Regions from separate parts of the Mus musculus genome. Here regions 1, 3, 4, 5, 6 and 7 are each linked to region 2. A link is a contact called in public Hi-C, HiCAR-type, HiChIP or PLAC-seq and promoter capture Hi-C data. All regions are on one chromosome and are shown on one strand. The core of a region is the stretch at or near the end of the contact, and the rest is flanking DNA. Distances in the headings are between cores, read along the strand shown. Region 1 holds the start of Plin5 (perilipin 5). Region 2 holds the start of Alkbh7 (alkB homolog 7). Region 3 holds the start of Mpnd (MPN domain containing). Region 4 holds the start of Mydgf (myeloid derived growth factor). Region 5 holds the start of Chaf1a (chromatin assembly factor 1, subunit A (p150)). Region 6 holds the start of Tnfaip8l1 (tumor necrosis factor, alpha-induced protein 8-like 1). Region 7 holds the start of Sema6b (sema domain, transmembrane domain (TM), and cytoplasmic domain, (semaphorin) 6B).

Region 1 (2,700 bases), core at 23-2,522, 880 kb before region 2:
AAACCGTGTGGTGGTGCATCATCCCAGCACTCAGAAGGCTGAGGCAGGAGGATTGCTGAGCATTTCAGGCCAATCTGGGCTACAGAGCAAAACCCTAACTCAGAAATTTTTTAAAAAGAGAGGTGTGGGGAAGCATTTGTGAATGGGCCTGGGAGGGACACCTGGTTCTGAAGATAGCAGAGACTGACTACAGACCAAGGTGGTAGGGACTATGGTAGGGACTTAGACTCACACTGGGGCTGCAGGTGCTCCAGCAGTGGCTGTGCGTGGTCCAGGGCACAGGTAGTCACACTACACACACAGTGCTCAGCAAGGCGGCAGGCGGAGCCCAGCAGCGGGTGCCTGTCCTTGGCCGAGTTGTAAGCACTGGACACGGCAGTGCACGTGGCCTTGACCAGGGGCAAAGCCACCACTCGATTCACCACATTCTGCAGAGAACAGTTACATCAGGGCACAGCCATACCCCGATTCCCTTCATTGTGCTAGGCTGGGGGACACAAAGCAGGTCGCCTACCAAAGGCTGCAGCATGCAGCACACACACAGCAACAGGGCAACTTCTGGACCTACAGATGAGGCCAGGGCGGGAAGGGGGGCTGTTTGGGTGACCTGCACACAGGTCTGGAGAAAGACCTGACTGCTTGGGGCCTTAGTTTCCCCACAGGTGTAATTGTACCCTAAGTTTGATGCTATCACTGTAGTGACTACAATAGGTGACACCTGGAGCTATGAGAAGGGACTGGACCTTGGTCGGGCAGGGACCCAGCCACGAACCCCCCAGCCCCCTGCTGTCGTCCTTCTTTACCTGCTGGTCCAGTTCTCCCAGGCTGGATCCAGGGTCCTGAGCTGTCTGATCACCGGACATTCTGGGGGGAGGGGGGGGTAAGACACAGAAAGAGAGGGAAACCCTGAGAGTCAGCCCTGTGGAGTATTCTGGGGTCCATCAGCAAGGCATGTACAAGGCCCAACACACAGAAGGTATACAATGAAAAATCTATGACTTTGTGGGAGGACAGGCGTGGGCCCTGGTGGGACGAGGATGAGTTCAAATGTCATTACCTGCTGTGTGGCGCTAGGGTGGTGTCTTCACCTCTCTGGTCCATTTCCAGTAGGGACAGACCCGCACACCAGCCCCCGTTGCAGAGGTGGGGGCAGCGGTCAGAGAATCAGATCCCTTTGACGGGCAGGAAAGTTGAGGCAAAGATTGCACGTGGAGCTCCGAGGTCACCCTCAGCTGTCCACGGTGACAGGGACGCTGACCTCAGGGCTCATGCCCTATGTATCCCCACCATGGCCGTCCCACTGTCCTCTGCGCCTGGGCCCCGCCCAACTGGGTCCTGGGCCCGGGCCCACTGGGCCAAGGGTCCTGCCACCTGCTGTGCCTGTGGCTCCTCGCATTCACCCCCGCCACTTCCACCCTGCCGAGTTTGGGTCAGGGCCATCCCTACCCCACCCTCTACCCTCGCCTGCGCCCTCACCTGGGTGCAGAGCTCAGATCCCGCGTGTATCCGCCCCCCGGCGCTCCCACCTGAGTCAGCCCTCCGTCCTTATAGCAGGTCTGGGTGGGGCCTCCGCACGCGAGCCAATGAGGCGCCGCCGGGGGTGGATCTGGAGCTTCCCCGCCCCCCACAGGCGCCATGGTTGCCATAGCGGCTCAGGGACGCTGAATCCTGGTCCAGTCACCATGGCTGACCTCAGACTAGGACTGAGGACTTTCTTTTTGTTGTTGTTGTTTGTTTGTTTGATTGGTTGGTTGGTTGGTTGGTTGGTTTTTGGTTGGTTGGTTGGTTGGTTTTTTCGAGACAGGGTTTCTCTGTATCGCTCTGGCTGTCCTGGAACTCACTCTGTAGACCGAACAGGCTGGCCTCGAACTCAGAAATCCGCCCGGCGACTGAGGACTTTTCTTCTTCTTTCTCCTTCTCCTTCTCCTTCTCCTTCTCCTTCTCCTTCTCCTTCTCCTCTTTTTTCTCCTCCTCCTTTTTTCTCCTCCTCCTCCTCCTTCTTCTTTTGTTGTTTTTTTTTTGTTTTGTTTTGTTTTGTTTTTTGTGACAGGTTTTCTCTGGCTATCCTGGAACTCATTTTGTAGATCAGGTTGGCCTCGAACTCAGAAATCCACCTTGCCTCTGCCTCCCAAGTGCTGGGATTAAAGGCATGAGCCACCACGCCCGGCGACTTTCTCATTCTTCAGTCTTTTCCGTTTGTTTTGTTTGATTCAGACTCTCTCTCTGTAGTCAAGACTTGACCAGAACTCACTATATAGCCCAGGATAGCCTCAAAGTAACCACATAGCCAAGGATGACCTTGAACGCACCACCCAGTGGCTAAGACAACAGATGTGCCACACCACACATGTTTATGTGGTGCTGGGCGTGAACCCAGATCTGTGGGTGCTCGGCTGACTGCCTTCTGAGGCCCACTTCCTTTGTTATTATTATTATTACGTCTATGTGTCCTGGTGTTTTGTTGATATGTTCCATCTGTCATGATCCACAGATGCCTGATCCCCACAGAGGCCAGTAAAGTTGACAGACCCCCTGTGACTGGAGTAACATGTGACCTTGAGCTATCATGTGGATGCTGGGACTGGAACTCCAGCCTGAGCTGTTAAGCCATGGGTGGTCTCTCTGGCCTCCATCTTATTTTTAATCTGCTGTTTAATCCTGAGAGCTGTTAAGCCTGTCAGTTCTGACCCCATTTTACAG
Region 2 (2,700 bases), core at 111-2,610:
GAGCCAGAACTGGTACAGAAGGAGACTGCCACAGCGCCGACGGATCCTCCTGCCCCGACAAGCACCTAAGGAGTGGAGACCAGACTGAAACTTCCTCTGCTGGGCCCAAGAACAACCCCTAGAGGAGATGTGGATTGAGGTTGCCCTCAGAGCAGGGCAGACTGCCTGAGACACTGTGATTTAAATTAAATCTTTGTAGTCTTTGTCCCATGTCTGAAGCACCTTCCATTACTTCTCCAAGACAGCAGGCCTCCTTCACCTTGACAAACCACTTCAGTAAGCAAACCCTGGCTCTCCTGGAACTAAACCAATCTAGCCTCAGACTCAGGTACCCACCTGCCTCACCTCCTGAGTGCTAGGATTAAAGGTGTACACCACCACACCTGACTTCAACAGACTTAAGCCATATACTACCCCAAAGTCAGTGGGTAGAAATATGATTTCATACATCTTTGGTTATGTGTGGGTTTGTGCATGGTGAGTGCAGTACCCATGGCCAGAAGAGGATGTTGGGTCCCCTGGGGCTTCCCTGTGGGTGCTGGGACTTAAGAGTACATTCTTACCTGCCGATCCTGGGCTTGGCCCCTTAGAGAGTTAAGAGTTAGGGTGGAGGGTCTACCAGAATCTACCACCAACTTTGGGTTGATCCTCAGACCCATGAGACCTGACACTGGTGACTCACCAGGTGACAAAGTCCTGGCATTTTGTTGCAGGCTCCAAAAGCCAGCTGAAGCCAGAGAGAATGTCAGGACATGTTTATGGAGTTTTACTAGAACTAGAAGCAGAGGATCCCAGTTTATGGGATGGAGGCAGGTGCCACATGACCCTATGGAGGTCAGAGGGTCGCAAATGCAGGAGTTGCTTTTTCTGCTTGCACCATGTTTGGGGGTCCTGAGGTCAAACCAAAGACTCTTAGCAAGTGCTGAGCCATTTTCCTAGGCCCAGTTTATTAGTGTGGAAGGAAGTAGACTCTTTTTAGATTTAACACAAAACATTTGAGGTGGGGGTTGTATTATTTGGTCTTATTTGTTTGGATGTCCTATTTTGTGGGCAACATCTGAAATTCAGGTTAGCCTCAAACTCAAGGGCTGACCTTGGAGTTAGTTATCCTCCTTTCTCCACCAGGGTGTGCTGTTTGACAAGCGCTAAATTTGCGCTAGGCTGATTGAACTTCTAACCTTGGCTTTGCCCCCACGTGACCTCCAGCCTCCGTTCGCCCTAGTTCTGCACCTACTGCTTGAGACCTTGCTCAGGGCCGAGAGGCGGGACAAGCGGTAGACTGACTTAAAGCACAGCTAATAGAGCCAGTAGCTGATGGGCGTGGTGCGGTGTCAGCCAATAGCTTGCGGGGGTGTGGCTCAGCCTGCTGTGGTCAATCCCTGAAGATGGCGGGCAGCAGGAGGCTAGCGATGCGGTTGCTTTCTGGGTGCGCCTGGGTGCGCGGCTCAGACTCTGCCGTGCTGGGCCGCCTGCGTGATGAGGCCGTGGTGCATCCAGGCTTCCTGAGCCAGGAGGAGGAGGACACGCTAACACGCGAACTGGAGCCCCAGCTGCGGCGCCGGCGCTACGAGTACGACCACTGGGACGCGGTGAGTGGGCGGAGCGGCGAGCTAAGGGGACGCCCACTGGGACATAGTGAGGGGGCGGGGTCCTCGGAGGGGTAGAGTGAAGAGCTAGGCTTGCTTGGCCAGGTTGGGGACAGTGTGTTTTGGGCAGTCCCCGATGTAGGTTCGGGTGGGACCAAGTTTCTCTGGTGTGGGACATGGCGGGTGCTGGGCAATTCGATGAGTGACAGTTGGTCAGGAGGTCTTGTGGGAATGGGGCTGATCTTGATGCCAGAGCTGAGTCCAGGGGAAGGCCTGCTGCTGCGGGCTTGTGGATGGTACTTAGAGCAGGGGAAGGGACCAGAGCCGGAGAAGGTGAACTGGCAACGTTGAGCTCAGAGCAGCGCAGTATTACAGTGGGGGCAAATCACTGCTGGGCTTTACTAAGAACAGGGGCTGTAGTGTGGGGCTGGGCCTGGAATCAGAAGGGAGGGTTTTGGTGGGCACCAAGGAATGCGTAGTGAGGACAAAGATGTCACTTCAGACATGAAGTTCTGGAACACTTCAGGGGCATTGGTGACAAGATTAGAAATAAAAAGCAGACTTGGGAGAGGGAGTGCCAGCAGTTGGGAGTTTCACTAGGGACTTGAGTGGGATCAAATAGAGACAGGAGACCGAGATACTGAATATTAGGGTGGCCAGCACCAGGGACCACTGGGAAACGAAACGTGAAGACCAGATGCGTGGTTGAAACCTCACTGATAATGAGCTAAAGTTGGAAAGACTGCCTGCCCTGTACTGCACCCCTCGGTACCTCATTTTCCTGTCCTGGGAGTTCCCAGTTATGACTTGAGCTCTCTATTCAGGCCATCCATGGCTTCAGGGAGACAGAGAAATCCTGCTGGTCTGATGCAAGCCAGGTCATCCTGCAGCGGGTTCGGGCGGCTGCATTTGGTCCTGACCAGAGCCTGCTATCCCCAGTACATGTGTTGGACCTGGAACCTCGGGGCTACATCAAGCCTCATGTTGACAGTGTCAAGGTGGGCAGAAGGCATTCCATCAGAACTCCTAGCTAGGTTGTCGGTGGACAGGGGGGCAGAACTAAGCCTGACACCCCAATATACACAGCATACATACCCCTTTTCCAGTTCTGTGG
Region 3 (2,700 bases), core at 155-2,654, 990 kb before region 2:
AAGGAAGGAAAAGAAAAATTAGCCGGGAGCCAAGGACTGTTGTAGCGCAAGGATAGGATGTGGCAGTAGTTACATCATAGAAAAGTCCCTTTTGGATCGAGGTGGAAGATAAACAGGATGAAAACGTCCAGTGAGCAGAACTTGGAGCCTCTCTCAAGGCTTTGCCTGTTTACAAGATGGTTAGACCTGCATATTGTGCCGGGACTTGGAAGCGGTAAACTATGGAGCCCAAAGTCTGGTGGCCTGGGCTAAGGGAAGAGTGGTTCTCGGACTGGTGAGATGGCTCAGTGGGTAAGAGCACCCGACTGTTCTTCCGAAGGTCAGGAGTTCAAATCCCAGCAACCACATGGTGGCTCACAACCATCCATAACGAGATCTGACTCCCTCTTCTGGAGTGTCTGAGGACAGCTACAGTGTACTTACATATAATAAATAAATAAACAAATCTTAAAAAAAAAAAAGAATGATTCTCATTACTCAGACCTTTCCAGAGCATCCTGCCTCTTTCCCCAGTTTGAGGCCACCCGGATTTTCAGACCTCCCTGGGTTGGGGTAATCTGTGATGAAGGACAAATCAGGATGAGAACAAAGGCCCAGGGCCTTGGGCGCCTAGTAACACCGCCCCTTCCCGCTCGCTGATTACACGTGAACGCCGATTGGCTGAGTGGGAACCATCCCTTGTCGCTGATTGGATGCTGGAGGCACCTGGTGATTGGCTGATGAGAACTGCCATTGGGCTGAGTTAACCCTAGAAAGGCTAAAGCTGGCCAGGCTCAGACCTTTCGATCCAGCTATAACGCGCAGCTGCTTTCCTAAAGCGGCTCTACATTTCTTACAAACCTGTTTCTTCCCTGCTCCCAACCATCAAGGGCTCTGCCTTTAGCTAGCGCACTAGCCTCACTAGCAGCTTCCTTCATCGCTGCTGTAGGCTGAGGGAATCATGAGCTCCAGGATGCAGCCCCACTAAGGGAGTATAGTCCCCCTGAGAGCAGGGGATGGGGGGCGGCGTCCTGAGTCTGTTTTTCCCTCTAGTTCACCATCTGCTTCAGTTTCCCTTGTGTCCCAAGGTCTTCCCTCATTTCTTTAACTGCGCGTGGGCAGGCCCAAGACCTAAGGTTTCCATCTCTTTCCTGAAAGCTGAGCCACTCCTGCTCAGGGATCAAAGTTGCAACCTAGTAGCTGGTGGCCTCGAGTATGGTATCTCTAGTCCCTGAATGAGAAGGTCCTGGGCCTGTTTCCTTCTCCAGGTCTCCCCCAACCTCCAGCTTTAGTTTCGCCAAATTGCACCGGATCGCTCCAACTCCAGTGCAAGCACAACCCAACCGCTCCGTATCCCCTCCGCCCCCGGCGGGCCAAACCTCCCCACCCATTTTCAGTAACCAATAGACTGCTGTGTCCCCGCGCGGGGAGGAGCCCGTTCACTCGGAGGAGGCTGTGCCGGGACACAGCGTCCATGGCAGGTAGGATGGTCCGCGCAGGCGGGGACGGGGCAGCGGGACGCGACCTCTGCAGCCAGTTGCTATTTCGCTGCAGCTCCCGAGTCTCTGTCTCCCGGGGCCACGGCCGAGGAGGCGCCGGAGGAGGATGAGGACGACGCGGAGGCCGAGGACCCCGAGCGCGGGACGGGTAGCGGAGGGCGCAGCGGCAGCCTCGGTGGCAGCGGAGGCGGCACGGCAGGGCCTGGGATGGCCCTAGGGGGCGCGCTCACGAGGCGCGCGGTCACGCTTCGGGTGCTGCTCAAAGACGAGCTGCTGGAGCCCGGTGAGGGGGTGCTATCCATCTACTACCTGGTGAGCGACCCCCGGAGACCGTTCATGTCCTCCACTGCTAGCGTATAAAGAGAAACTGAAGCCCAGAGGAACCGTGTTAATCACAATGCCACATAGCTATAACCACTGCCATCTGGGTGTGTCCGCGGGCAACCAATCTGTGTGATTGCGGCTTCCCCATCTGTAAAATGAGGCCTTCCTTCCCAGGCTCTCTATGAAGATGATGGCTTCAAAACTGTGTACTGTTATTTAAAATGATCGCCCAAAAAACTCTTTGTGATACCAAGAATGGAAGGGAGCTTTACCCCTGACTATGCCCCCAGCCCCCTCACTGCGGGATTCTAAGCAGGGGGTCAATTCCTGACCTTGCACCCAACCAACCCCTCACTTGGGAATTTTAGGCAGGAGTTCTACCTCTGAGAACAGTCTTATTAAGTATTCCAAGCAGGTTCTGAAGTTGTGTGCTTCCTGCCTCAGCTTCCCCAGTAGTTGGGCTGACAGGCCTGGGCCGTTATGCCTGCTCTGGCTGCCATTACTTAATTTTAAAGTTGTGCATCTGGGTGTGGAGTGCCAGGAGTACTGGTGTGAAAGATGGAGTTCCTGTGACAGTACCTCTTGGGAGCCTTAGAAGAACAAGGACGCCAAGCCTCAGGGAGAAAGGAGTTAGGAATCACTAGGACTGAAGTGTTTCAGCCCCCTCTGTCGCTGCAGGGCAGGAAGTTTACTGGGGACCTGCAGCTGGATGGCAGGATCGTGTGGCAGGAAACTGGACAAGTCTTCAACTCACCCAGCGCCTGGGCCACACACTGCAAGAAGCTCGTCAACCCAGCCAAGAAATCTGGCTGTGGCTGGGCCTCTGTCAAGTACAAGGGCCAGAAGCTGGACAAATACAAGGCCGCCTGGCTTCGCCGGCACCAGCTACATATGCCTG
Region 4 (2,700 bases), core at 28-2,527, 810 kb before region 2:
TGTGACACCCTGAGGAACTTACCTCGTTGGTCCCTCCTTGGGAAGCGTAGGTGAATGTACATGTAAACTTGTTCTGTAGAAGGAGAAATAAAAGGAGGCTGAAGAGCAAAGATCTCAATACTCAGAACCAAGACCCTAGCATACTGGGCATGGTCCTGTATGCACATCATCTCTGGTATCCAGGAGGCTGACGCAGAACTGGGAACTGGGACATAAGCTAGCCTGGGTGACTTAGCAAGGTGCTGTCCCGATGTAAAACAGATCAAAAAGGACTGAGATATACATCAGCCCCTGCCCAGAAGGTCAAGGGTTGAGCCTGTCCAGAATCCAGCAGTGAGGGGTTGGGAGGGTGACTCAGGGGTGGAGTCCCACCTAGAATCCCCTAATGAGGAGCTAGGGATGTGGCTCAGGGGTGGAGCCCCTGCCTAGGGCGGGGCAGAACCCTGGCTCTGCCGATGTGAGACTCTAGGTTCCATCCCTCAGTACACCCTCCAGAGGCCACCAGATCTCTCTCCTCTCAGGAGCTCAGAACTTTGCTCAAATCACTGTGATTTCCTAGGAAGGTCAAATGGCCTTCAGCAATCATCCCTAGAACATCACCTATGAGGTCAGTACTCGGGGCTCCTGTTAGATACAAGCTTGTACTGCTTCCTGCCCACAACACAAACCTGCCAGAAAGCACAGGACTATAGTAATGGTCTCAAGAAATGGTCACTAGGGACACCGCTGTCCCAGAAGCCAAGCTGGGGCGGGCAGAGGCTAGGCTGACTGCTGGCTCGCTGAAAGGAGAGGTGATGGACTCGTGTAAGGCTTGGGGGGTGCTCCCGCTCTAGTCCGGGTTCAGTGAGTAACCCACGTGCGACCTGTATAGCCAGTCCCCTAGATCCGCTGCTCTTATCAACCAGTATTCCCTTTTCTACAATGAGATGGGCAAGGGGAAGTCGCCTTGCAGGTAGGGAGTGACTGACAGAAGACAGACGAGGCAGCCAGGTCCCTTCTTCAGGTAACCCTGCCTCTGCCACTCCACCCGGTCTCCAGGACCACCTGATCGGAAGTCCATAGGCATCGATTCCCGGGCAGGAGGCTTAGCACGTACCCCGGGTCCTACGTCCTGGGAGAACGAATGCACGACCCCTCCGGGCCTCACGTCAAATGGCACGGTGGTGGGCTCGGACACAGCGGCGGCCAATTTCAGCGCTGCGGCCGCCAGGACCACCGCAGTCCAGAAGCCTCCGCTGGGGGCTGCCATCTTGCTTCCGGGGCAATGCGCAGGCGCTCGCGAACGTGGAGTGACACGCGCGGGACACGTCAGCGCCGAACGGTGACAACGTCGCCCCGCCCGATTTGGCTGCCATGGTGGGGCGGGACTCGACTTGGCACGTGATGCACTACAGCGCCTCTGATTGACGCTCGCGGATGCCTGGAGGGCGACTTCGTCTTGGCGCTTGTTTGGGTTGGAGTTTGCAGGTAACTTTTGCCTCCCCCCCGGATATTTTTATATCTCACTTAAATGGGCTCCCGGACTCACTTCAGGACAACATGGGGGTTGACAGTGTTTAATTTTGTTAGATTATCCATTTGTTAATAAATATGGTTTATTTCACTTTTATTTGTCCTATTTTTTTGGTTTTGACGAGACAAGGTCCTGGAAATCTCTCCAGGCTAGCCGGGAACTCAGAGATCTGCCTGACTCTGCCACCTGAGTGCTGAGATTAAGGCGTAGGCCTCCACCACCACCTGTTGATTGTTTTTTGTTTTGTAACATATTTTACATATATGTGTGTGTGTGTGTGTGTGTGTGTGTGTGTGTGTGTGTGTGTGTGTGTGTGTATTAAGGTTTGTTTTTTGTGTTTTTTTTGGTGGGGGGTCTCTGTAGCCCTGGCTGTCCTGGAACTCACTCTGTAGACTAGGTTGGCCTCAAACTCAGAAATCCACCTCCCTCTGCCTCCCAAGTGCTGGGATTAAAGGTGTGCGACACCACTTCCCGGCATATTTTTCAAAAATATTTTATTGTGAGGGCTGCGGTGATGGCTCAGCAATTAAGAGCACTGGCTGTTCTATAGAGGACCAAGATTTGAAGCCCAGCACCCACATGGTGCTTTACAACTTTAACTCCATTTCCAAGAGATCCGATGTCTTCTTCTGGCCTCTGCAGGTACCAGGTATGCATGTGGTACACAGACAGACATGAAAATAATATAATAATAGCAATACTTTAAAAGTGAATTCTTCCGGTTTTGCAGCTTCCTATAGGTCACAGGTGTTGCTATGCTGTTACCGGACCTAGAGCATGCCTGGCCAGCCCTCTGCTGCTGAATAATTTTCCCATCTTTCCACTGGCCAGCGAGATGGAATAGTGAGTAAAGGGCTTGCAGCCATGACTTCAGCCCTGGTCACTAGATGGTGGTAGAACTGACTCCTAAAAGCTGTTCTCACTACATGTGAATTGGGGCAAGCAGCCTTGCACAACAGAAAATAAGTATCTTAAAATTAGACTCTACGGCTAAGTGATCCTCTATCTAGTTACAAGTACCTCATTTCCTCTCAAATGGCTGCTGATGCCACCTTAGCCTGCCCCATCCCAGTCCTCCTGTAGTCCCTGAGCGGTGCACCACAAAAGCCATCAGAGTAGTGGCGGGGTCCTCCTTTCCACCCCAGCCTATGGGCTGCTGCAGTAAAGTGTCCCACAAGTGCTGTCAA
Region 5 (2,700 bases), core at 169-2,668, 960 kb before region 2:
TTCTTCAGCAAGTCAGAGATTTGATGAGGTCCGTGACACTAGAGCACTCCTTACCTTCACTGAGCCCATGGCCCAAAAGCAATTCATACAACTAATTCATTAGCTAAATAACCCACTTACTAGCCACAGCTTCAAGAAAACTGTTGCAGGCATTCGAGCTGTTTGCAGATAAAGAAAGGTTTCTTCCTCCACCTAACAACAGCAGCAACAACAACAAGAAAAGATTTAGAAACTAGTGATTGGGTTCCAGATCAGCAAGGCTACATAGTGAGATTCTGTCTTAAAATTAAAAACAAAAACAAAAGACAGAGGCAATTATTCTTTTGTTGTTGTTGTTGTTTTTGAGACAGGGTTTCTCTGTATAGCCCAGGCTGTCCTGGAACTCACTCTGCAGACCAGGCTGGCCTCAAACTCAGAAATCCACCTGCCTCTGCCTCCAGAGTGCTGGGATTAAAGGCCGGCTGAAAAACATTTTTTTATACATCGTATCACTGGCTGTCTTGGATCTTGCTATGTAGATCAGGTTGTCCTCGAACTCAGAGATCCACCTGCTTGTAAATCCCAAGTACTAGGATTAAAAGCATGAAGCACCAGACTCAATTTTTTTCATTTAATATTCTTCAAAGTAATTTACACGAAAAGAAGGAATATATGGTTGAAAAGATTTATAATTTTACAATAGAAAAACATTCCTAATTTTAAAATAAAGCAAATTGTTAATTTATTAAAAAGTGGTTCATCATTTCAAAAATGAAATGCCCAGCTGTAACATTTTTAGAAAGAGTTTATATCCGGGCAATGGTGGCACACGCCTTTAATCCCAGCACTTGGGAGACAGAGGTAGGCAGATTTCTGAGTTCAAGGCCAGCCTGGTCTACAGAGTGAGTTCCAGGACAGCCAGGGCTACAAAGAGAAACCCTGTCTCGAAAAAAAATTATAGTTAAAAGAGAAATTAATGCAAGAAATAAAATTAAAGGAAGTAATTCTCTAATTACAATGGCTACTTTCAACCCGTCACTATTATACCTTAATTCCCATTACTCTTCCAATGGGTAATTTCAAGTTGTCACTACTAATCTAAACGTACCCTTCCCACCTCCTGGAACGCATATAGCCAATAAAAGGGGTGTGGGGGGTGTGCAAACGCTGATATTTTAGATTGACATTTCTTAGGATCAATAGAAATGCAGATCTTCCCAGCAGCTCCTGAACCGCCGGAAAGGAGCCTTCATCCGCCTCCCGCGGGATTTTCTAGCACATAAACCGAAGTTCTCGCGAGGACGTACTGAGTGCACCTCTTTTTCCGGAGGCTGAGGTGTCACGTGACGCAAGCTCCTCCAATCGGCGCGCGGGCCGCGGTGGTTGCCGCGGTTCCCGCCAAATACGAGCGCGGCGGCCGCGGCGGCAGCAGAAGTGACACCGGTGGGAGGCGGAGTGTGCAGCCTGGCCGCCCGACTGAAGCCTGAGCCGCCGCCGCCGCCGCCGCCGCCGCCGCCGCCGCCGCCGTCGCGGAGATGTTGGAGGAGCCGGAGGCCGCGACGCGGACAGCCGCGGGTGGGTGAAACTGCCTAAAGGAGCGGATCCAAGCCTAAGTGGCCTCGGGGCGGAGACCAGGAGAAGGGAGGGCTCTTAGGAAACTGAGGCCTCGGGGAGGGGGAAGAGTCAGCTTCGCAAGCTCCCGAAGGCATCTTGTGTCGCCTAAATAGCTGGAGTAAATGGGGAAACCGAGGCCCCGAGTTGGATTTGATGGATCCTGAGTGCTTGTGTCCTCTTGAAATCAATTGGATCTTGTAGCAGCAAGTGGAGAAACTGAGGGCAAGGAGAAGAAAAGTCAGTCGTACAAGTTATTAAGTGCGTTTGTGAATTCCAGAGCAGTTCGGACCTTTGCAATGGGCGGGGAAATTGAGGCCCGTGCTCACTTGAGCTCTGGACACCAGAGTAGCAGCAACTCTGCGGGGCAGGGCTAGTCCAGGAAGGTCGGTTTGGGTGGTTAAAGCATAGCCAGGAACCCTTTCTGGGTCCCGAAAAGGGGCCCTTTGTGAGTGTGGTATGGACCAGTCGGGTACGTGTTAGGAGTCTTTGTAGCATGCGGTAGGCTTCCCGAAATGTGGGGTGCCTATTCCCCGCTAAATTGTATCCCCAGTGTGTGTTGAACGATTGAGGGGCTGGAAAAGACGAGGTCGGTCCTGATAGACTAAGATTTCTCCAATTGAGCACCACTGACTAGACAGCCCTTCTGGGTACATTACACTAGTCTGCAAGCTCGGAGATGAGGGGAATTGGGGATGGCCAATTTCAGGATGGAGAGCCGCATCCTCAATCTCCATCCACTTCTGGGATAACTCTGGCCCCTTTTACAGTTCTGATCATCAAAGATACACACACACACACACACACACACACACACACACACACACACACACACCCTTCACAGCCTGGTATTCCAGGAAGGCTGGAGCTGTTGTTCTGACTGGCTTGAGAATTTTATGTGGGCATTAATAGTCGTACAATTCCTGGACTCTCATGGAGCATTGTTTTTATTTAACCAAGGTGGAACGTTTAAAACCGACACTATTGCTCTGGCAATAAAGACCAGTTTGGTGTAGCAGTTCATACCTGCAGTTCAGCATCCTAGAAGCTGAGGCAGGAGGATGATGAATTTCAGGTTGATCTGGCCTCTGACCACCTGAATTGTATCCT
Region 6 (2,700 bases), core at 171-2,670, 830 kb before region 2:
AGAGCACCTCTGCTAGACTCTGTGAGGACCTGGTGAGGGAGACACTGGCAGAGCCAGGGAAGACAGTCCACATCCTCACAAGAGCCCACTCAAGGCTTCACTGGGGAATTCTAGGCAGAGGCTCCACCCTGTCCACGACCCAGCCTCTCACCACGGGACTCTAGGCAAGTGGGAGGGGTAGGCTCTAGCCCTGAACCCACACAGCTGGGTTTGATCCCCACTTTATCACACCTATGATATCTGTGGGTTCCTCAGACTCTAAGTGCTCAAAAATCAGAAGCCCCCAAACCTGCTTCAGTGACACCTGCTTCCCCCCACACACCTCAAAAACACACTAATTGCCCTGGCTCATACTGGGGTATGAAAAACCTAGAGCTGTGGTCTCTGTCTTTGATACTGAGCTCTGTCTAGGGTCCTGTGTGGCTGTCACAAGGGTGAGCTCCTGGTACAGAGCAGATAGAGGCCATGTTCAGCACCCGGCAGAGCTGGGATGGCTACTGAACTTGTAAGTTCCTGGCCCAGAGCACAGACAATCTGAAATCAGGAAAGCCACTTGGGTCTGTGCTGCTCTAGGCAAGTCACTTAAGGTTTCTCTGGGTCTCAATTTCTATCTCTCAAAAGCCTGGATTTAGTTTTGTGTGTTAAGGCTCATGCAAGGAAGGTTAGAATGCAGTCAGCAAACACCTGAGGGGGCTTTCTGAAGAGGGAAGATGGCAGATGAGGCTTTTCCAAGTGTCCTTGCTGTGACAGGGCCATCCAGGCACAGGAAGTGCAGACCCGTGGTTGAGTTGGGGTGGAGTTTGGAGTAAGGTGGGGGTGTTGGGGATGGGTTGGGGGTGGTGGGAGTGTGGGAATCACTCCCAGACTGATTTTCCAGGTCTCACAGCTGCCCCCTGGGAGGTAGCTGGCCCTGTCTGGCCTCTGTCAGGGAGGTCATCACAGTGCCTCCCCCCTTACTCCAGAGACACCAACTGAAAGAGAGTCTCCGCAGTACTCAGGAACCCCAAAATTGTTGCAAGGCAAATGTTGGGGTGCATTTGTCATGGGAGTCCCAGGTGACACTCTAACTACCTAGTGGGTAAACTGAGACCCGCTCAGAGGGATGCAGGTGTCTCGCGGAGGCGCCTCTCTTCGCTTTGGCCTCTCAGATCTCTGTCGCGCGGTGCACGTATACCCCATTTTTCTCTGTCTCAGTCTCCTTCCTCTTCCTTCCAACACTTTCCCGCCACGGCATCCCTTGCGCTGGGCACCCAGCGCCGGCGCTATTCCGGAGGAATCTCCCGGCCGCAGACCACGCCCTCGCCCACGCCCGCGTCATGCCTCCCACCTCCTGGCAGAGGCTTGCTGCCATTGGCTCCTTCGTACACTGCCTGTGCGCTACCATTTGCTGAGCCAGTGAGCGTTTAGAGGGGGCGAGCCCTTTCTCGGGGGCGTGGCCTCCTAGCCAGCGGCCGGGCTCAGATCCAGCGGCCAATGCCTCTGGCCCCACAGAGGCACCTACAGAAAACTGAAGGCTTGACACATCCCGAGGAGCAGGTGAGCGATGGGGTCCTGCATTGGCTATCCTGGGTTCTTTCCGTCCCCTCCTATCCCCACACCGTCCTCTGTATATCCCGCCTCAGTTTCCTCTGTATACCTATTACTGACTGTGGGAGCATGGGTGTTGTGAGCAGGTTGCTGTGGGCTACTGTAATAGTCCTAACACATGTCCTCAAGAGGACACTTGATGGACTTGGCTCTGTACAAGTGTGCAGCCTGACTCCAGAATGGTCTAGGTATTCTCTGAGGTAGCCAGCTGGACCCCACTGTGGCTCTGGCTGGTGCAGGGTTACCCTGACTGGGACTGGCACTTCAAGCTTCCCATTGCCCGAGGGCTTGAACTCAGTTTTACCATCTGGGAACTGGGACAGTGGCTGTCACATAATTGGCAGGTGACCTGATCCAGGTCTGCAGCCTCCTGGCTCTTTCAGTGTTGGTTTGGAGGATAAACTGGGGTCCAGAATATGGGCTGCGGATGGCCAGAGAGATGGAGACACTGTCTCCAGAACCATATTCTGGTTTGTCACCTTTGTGAGCAGCGGGGCTGGAGAGGGACAGGGTGGAACACTAAACTGGAAACAGGCCTCTGGGTCACTTCCCGAGCTCCAGGCTGTGACGCCTCTGAACACCTTGCCTTGGGGTTAGGACACAGCTCAGACAAACCTGACTCACTTGAACAAGTAACTTAATTATAAGCCTCAGTTTCCCTGTCTGACTTGGGACAGTTGTTTCGTGACTCCCTGAGGCTTCTTGGGGGTGCTTAAACAGACAAAAGAGAGGCTGAGCCAGGGTGGGCTACACACCGAGGCTGTCTCTAAAACAAAAGGGACCCTAGGGTGTAGCCCAGTGCGTAGAGTGCTCACCTAGTAAGCAAGAGGCCTTGGGTTCCGGCCCAAACACAACATATACCAGGACATTTACCCATTTACCCAGTGCTTAGAATAGAGGCAGGTGGATGCCTGTAAGTTTGAGGCCAGGTCTACAAAGTGAGTTCCAGGCTAGCCATAACTATGTATAGAGATCCTGTAACAAACAACAGCCAACAGAGAAAGAGAGAGAGAGAGAGAGAGAGAGAGAGAGAGAGAGAGAGAGAGAGAGAGAGAGAACAGGAATGTAGGCTTTGAGTGCCAAACTTCCTGTTTTTCTGTCCTGGGACCTCAA
Region 7 (2,700 bases), core at 197-2,696, 860 kb before region 2:
CAAGTGGAGAGCAGTGGCCACCCAGCCAGAAGGCCAGGCCAGACAACATTAGGCCATGTCTAGGTCCAGGCCTTGAACCTCAAACCTCTCCCACTTCTAACCTCTGTAAATAGCCCGCAGGCAATCGTGCACCCTGAAAATCAGCCAGAAAACCCGAGTCCAAGATACAGAGAAAGAAAGGCACGTTGTAACCAGGCAGAGGCGCTCTGGCAAGTCCCTCCAGCCATTCTGTCCCCAGGGCCACCCTCCTCCACCCAAAGCTTGTTGGCCTGCAATATTGGGGTTCCCAACTCCATCACATTCAGTTTGGGATTGGGGCATCGAGCAGGTAAAAAATAAGAAGTTGGGGGTGACACAGACGTCAGGCAGTGTGACACAGACCTGCCAGGGTCCCGGAGACCTGGAGAGCAACACAGACCTCAGATGGGGAGCAACACAGACCTCAGGCAGGTGACAGAGACCTGGGAACCTCAGATGAGAGTGACACCGACCTTAGGCGGCGGGGGTTGGGGGTTCAGTGACAGAGACCAGGCAGAGAGGACCTGGGACCCAGGAGTCCCTCCCGACCTCAGGGCTGTTGTAGGCCTAGAATTCACCATCTGAGGCCAAGGTGGGGGGTTCGGCCTGGCAGCAGCCCTGGGGAGGCGCCCCAAAGTCGGCAGTGGAGAGCAGAATGGGGCACGTGACCCCCGCTCCAGGGACCAATCAGCACCGCGGTCGGCCAGGGGGGCCACGGTGGCACCCACCCCGCGCGGCTGCCAGAGACGCTCCTTTGTCCCATTGTCAGGCTTTGGGGGGGGGGGCTGGCAGCCCAGCTTAGGGCTGTGCTGCAGCGGGGGCGTTGGCCGCGGACTGCCCCCCCCCCATGTCAGTTGCGCGGCCGGCGAAGACCAGCCGGTACCCAAGAGCTTGGGGACAGCTGGTGCACAGGGCCGCGTGGGGACCCACGAAAGGTCGCGGCTATGTGTCCCGCCCCCTCCCCCGCCCCCATCAGTAGGCCGTCACCCCAATAATTCGAAGCCACTGTCAGTGCCCCGGCGCGATGAGCCGGGGCCTTGGCTGCAATCCCCGCCCGCTGCGCAGCCCGTTAGCCCCGCCCAGGGCGCTGGAGCTGCGACCGCACGCGGGGGGCCCCCCAAGCCAGTGCCGCTGCACGAGGCGCCCGCGCCCTGTGCGCGCCTGGTGCGTGCATGCCCACTGCATCTGTCCCTGCATCTGTCCCTGCGTCTGTCCCTGCGTCCGTCCCTGCGTCCGTCGCCGCATCTGTCCCCCGTGCATCTGTCCAAGGTGCGTCCCCGCGTCCGTCCCTGCACTCACCTCCAGCGCAGGCCGAGCACCTGCTCGGCTCGGCCCCGGCCCCGGCCCCGCAGCGTCTCAGCCCGGGCTCCCACGCGCGGGCGGCTCCCGCGGGGGCGCAGCGCGGTGTCCCGGCCGGGGCCGCATCTCTGCCGCCGCCGCTGCGACTCGCAGCTCCGCCACCTCCGCCCCCAGCGCCCGAGCTCGGAGCTTCGCAAAACCCGGAGCAGACCACCAAGGAGCGGAGCACGGACGGGAGGGGGCGCCTCCACCATCCTTGGCCTCAGTTTCCCTTTCTCTGCCTCCCACTTCTCTCTACTGGGGTGGTTCTGAAGACCACCGACTCCCGCACTGAGCTGGGCGCTGTTCTGACTCTGGGCATCTCCAGTATACCGTAGGCACTCCATAGATGTTTTCTGGTATATTCTAGTGAATTCCCAATTCATCTGACCAGTCACCCACACACAGGAACCTCATGGACGTGGTCCCACGGTCCTGGTGGCTCATGACATCATTGAGTCAAACCACCAAGGTCTCATTTTTTATTTATAATGATTGATTGACTAAGACAGACTCTCCTGGGGAGTCTAGGCTAAAGGCCTGCCCCAGCACGCCGCCAACACTCACTTTCTGAGGGACATTGGGACAGCAAGATATCTCTTTCCATGCCTCAGTTTCCCTCTGTCCAAAGCCCCTCCTCATCCCAGCCATGACGCTGAATGAAAACCTCTTTCCGATTGGGCTAGGCATTGCCTCAGAATACAGTAAGTATACTGATGGCACCTCCAGTATACAGTAAGCACCACACAACTGCTTTTGTAATTGTGTGTGGAGTTGAATCCTGCTCACAGGGTCGCCCTGAAGCCCATCCAGCTGAGGACACTCAACCAAAGGTTGGGACTGTGAGCTGCCCGGGACAGCCAAATCTGTGGGTGTCAGGATTTTAACTCTGACCTGTGCACACCCTGAGGGGCTGGAGCAGACTCCTTGGTGTCACCACTGTGGCGACAGGCTGAGACCTCACTGTGGCCCATCAGCTTTGCCGCATATCAGCCAGACACAGCTTCTGTGGAGAAACTGAGGCAGAAGATGAAGCCAGTTCTCAGCCTACTCTGCTTGGCCTATGAACCAATTTGTCCGGCAAACATTTATTGAGCGCAGCTCTAACAATGTTTTTCGGCCCAGGGGGGCGTCGGGGGGAATGGGAGGGTGGCTGCCAAGGTGACCAGTGGCTGCAAAAGTCAAGGTGCAGAGGGCTCAGTGGCTGCTGGGGGTGGCAGAGGGGGAGGGGGGACACCGGGCCCCTGAAGGCTCACGGGTGGATTTGGCAGGGAGTGCAAGGCAGAGTGGGGGTGCAGGGATGGCCTGTCCCCAGGGAGACCTGTCTGAACAAAGGCCCCATGG

What was found. Promoter capture Hi-C pulls out the DNA fragments that hold promoters and counts their contacts. A called contact is a pair of places that touch in the nucleus more often than the background predicts. HiCAR-type assays count read pairs that join an accessible place to other places. HiChIP or PLAC-seq counts read pairs in DNA pulled down with a chosen protein or histone mark.
Region 1: a contact with region 2 is called in a FOXA1 HiChIP or PLAC-seq map of pancreatic cancer cells. The contact joins the promoter of Plin5 here to the promoter of Alkbh7 in region 2. A contact is called at or near these places in 2 of 39 promoter capture datasets (embryonic stem cells and hematopoietic stem and progenitor cells), 2 of 115 datasets of contacts at active chromatin or transcription factors (astrocytes and pancreatic cancer cells) and 1 of 9 other capture datasets (liver).
Region 3: a Hi-C map of B cells shows a contact between it and region 2, with 10 read pairs. The contact joins the promoter of Mpnd here to the promoter of Alkbh7 in region 2. A contact is called at or near these places in 2 of 39 promoter capture datasets (liver and pre-B cells) and 1 of 484 Hi-C or Micro-C datasets (B cells).
Region 4: a contact with region 2 is called in a HiCAR-type map of astrocytes, with 2.8 times the contacts expected there. The contact joins the promoter of Mydgf here to the promoter of Alkbh7 in region 2. A contact is called at or near these places in 2 of 39 promoter capture datasets (embryonic stem cells and erythroid cells), 2 of 115 datasets of contacts at active chromatin or transcription factors (astrocytes and pancreatic cancer cells) and 1 of 9 other capture datasets (liver).
Region 5: an H3K27ac HiChIP or PLAC-seq map of embryonic stem cells shows a contact between it and region 2, with 4 times the contacts expected there. The contact joins the promoter of Chaf1a here to the promoter of Alkbh7 in region 2. A contact is called at or near these places in 2 of 39 promoter capture datasets (liver and neural stem cells), 3 of 484 Hi-C or Micro-C datasets (B cells, double positive thymocytes and megakaryocyte progenitors), 4 of 115 datasets of contacts at active chromatin or transcription factors (Th17 cells, bone marrow-derived macrophages, embryonic stem cells and 1 more) and 1 of 9 other capture datasets (adipose tissue).
Region 6: a contact with region 2 is called in a promoter capture Hi-C map of neural stem cells. The contact joins the promoter of Tnfaip8l1 here to the promoter of Alkbh7 in region 2. A contact is called at or near these places in 3 of 39 promoter capture datasets (embryonic stem cells, liver and neural stem cells), 2 of 115 datasets of contacts at active chromatin or transcription factors (regulatory T cell precursor and thymic regulatory T cells) and 1 of 9 other capture datasets (liver).
Region 7: a contact with region 2 is called in a promoter capture Hi-C map of neural stem cells. The contact joins the promoter of Sema6b here to the promoter of Alkbh7 in region 2. A contact is called at or near these places in 2 of 39 promoter capture datasets (liver and neural stem cells) and 2 of 115 datasets of contacts at active chromatin or transcription factors (astrocytes and pancreatic cancer cells).

The regions. Positions count from the first base shown.
Region 1 is chr17:56,116,026-56,118,725 of GRCm38.p6, forward strand. Plin5 (perilipin 5) reads right to left here and starts at 1,273. Exons shown (of 8, transcript NM_001077348.1): 1 at 1,058-1,273; 2 at 804-864; 3 at 233-428. The coding sequence starts at 1,101.
Region 2 is chr17:56,995,979-56,998,678 of GRCm38.p6, forward strand. Alkbh7 (alkB homolog 7) reads left to right here and starts at 1,361. Exons shown (of 4, transcript NM_025538.3): 1 at 1,361-1,589; 2 at 2,411-2,584; 3 at 2,693-2,700. The coding sequence starts at 1,386. Clpp (caseinolytic mitochondrial matrix peptidase proteolytic subunit) reads left to right here. Exons shown (of 6, transcript NM_017393.2): 6 at 1-393. The coding sequence ends at 69.
Region 3 is chr17:56,007,797-56,010,496 of GRCm38.p6, forward strand. It overlaps Mpnd (MPN domain containing), which reads left to right and starts at 1,405. Exons shown (of 13, transcript NM_026530.5): 1 at 1,405-1,460; 2 at 1,534-1,790; 3 at 2,481-2,700. The coding sequence starts at 1,454. It overlaps Stap2 (signal transducing adaptor family member 2), which reads right to left and starts at 340. Exons shown (of 14, transcript NM_145934.3): 1 at 1-340.
Region 4 is chr17:56,182,643-56,185,342 of GRCm38.p6, forward strand. It overlaps Mydgf (myeloid derived growth factor), which reads right to left and starts at 1,278. Exons shown (of 6, transcript NM_080837.2): 1 at 1,097-1,278; 2 at 23-73. The coding sequence starts at 1,249. It also overlaps a transcript of Tnfaip8l1 not described here.
Region 5 is chr17:56,038,998-56,041,697 of GRCm38.p6, forward strand. It overlaps Chaf1a (chromatin assembly factor 1, subunit A (p150)), which reads left to right and starts at 1,419. Exons shown (of 14, transcript NM_013733.3): 1 at 1,419-1,554. The coding sequence starts at 1,515.
Region 6 is chr17:56,161,071-56,163,770 of GRCm38.p6, forward strand. Tnfaip8l1 (tumor necrosis factor, alpha-induced protein 8-like 1) reads left to right here and starts at 1,421. Exons shown (of 2, transcript NM_025566.3): 1 at 1,421-1,536.
Region 7 is chr17:56,138,897-56,141,596 of GRCm38.p6, forward strand. It overlaps Sema6b (sema domain, transmembrane domain (TM), and cytoplasmic domain, (semaphorin) 6B), which reads right to left and starts at 1,447. Exons shown (of 17, transcript NM_001130456.1): 1 at 1,318-1,447.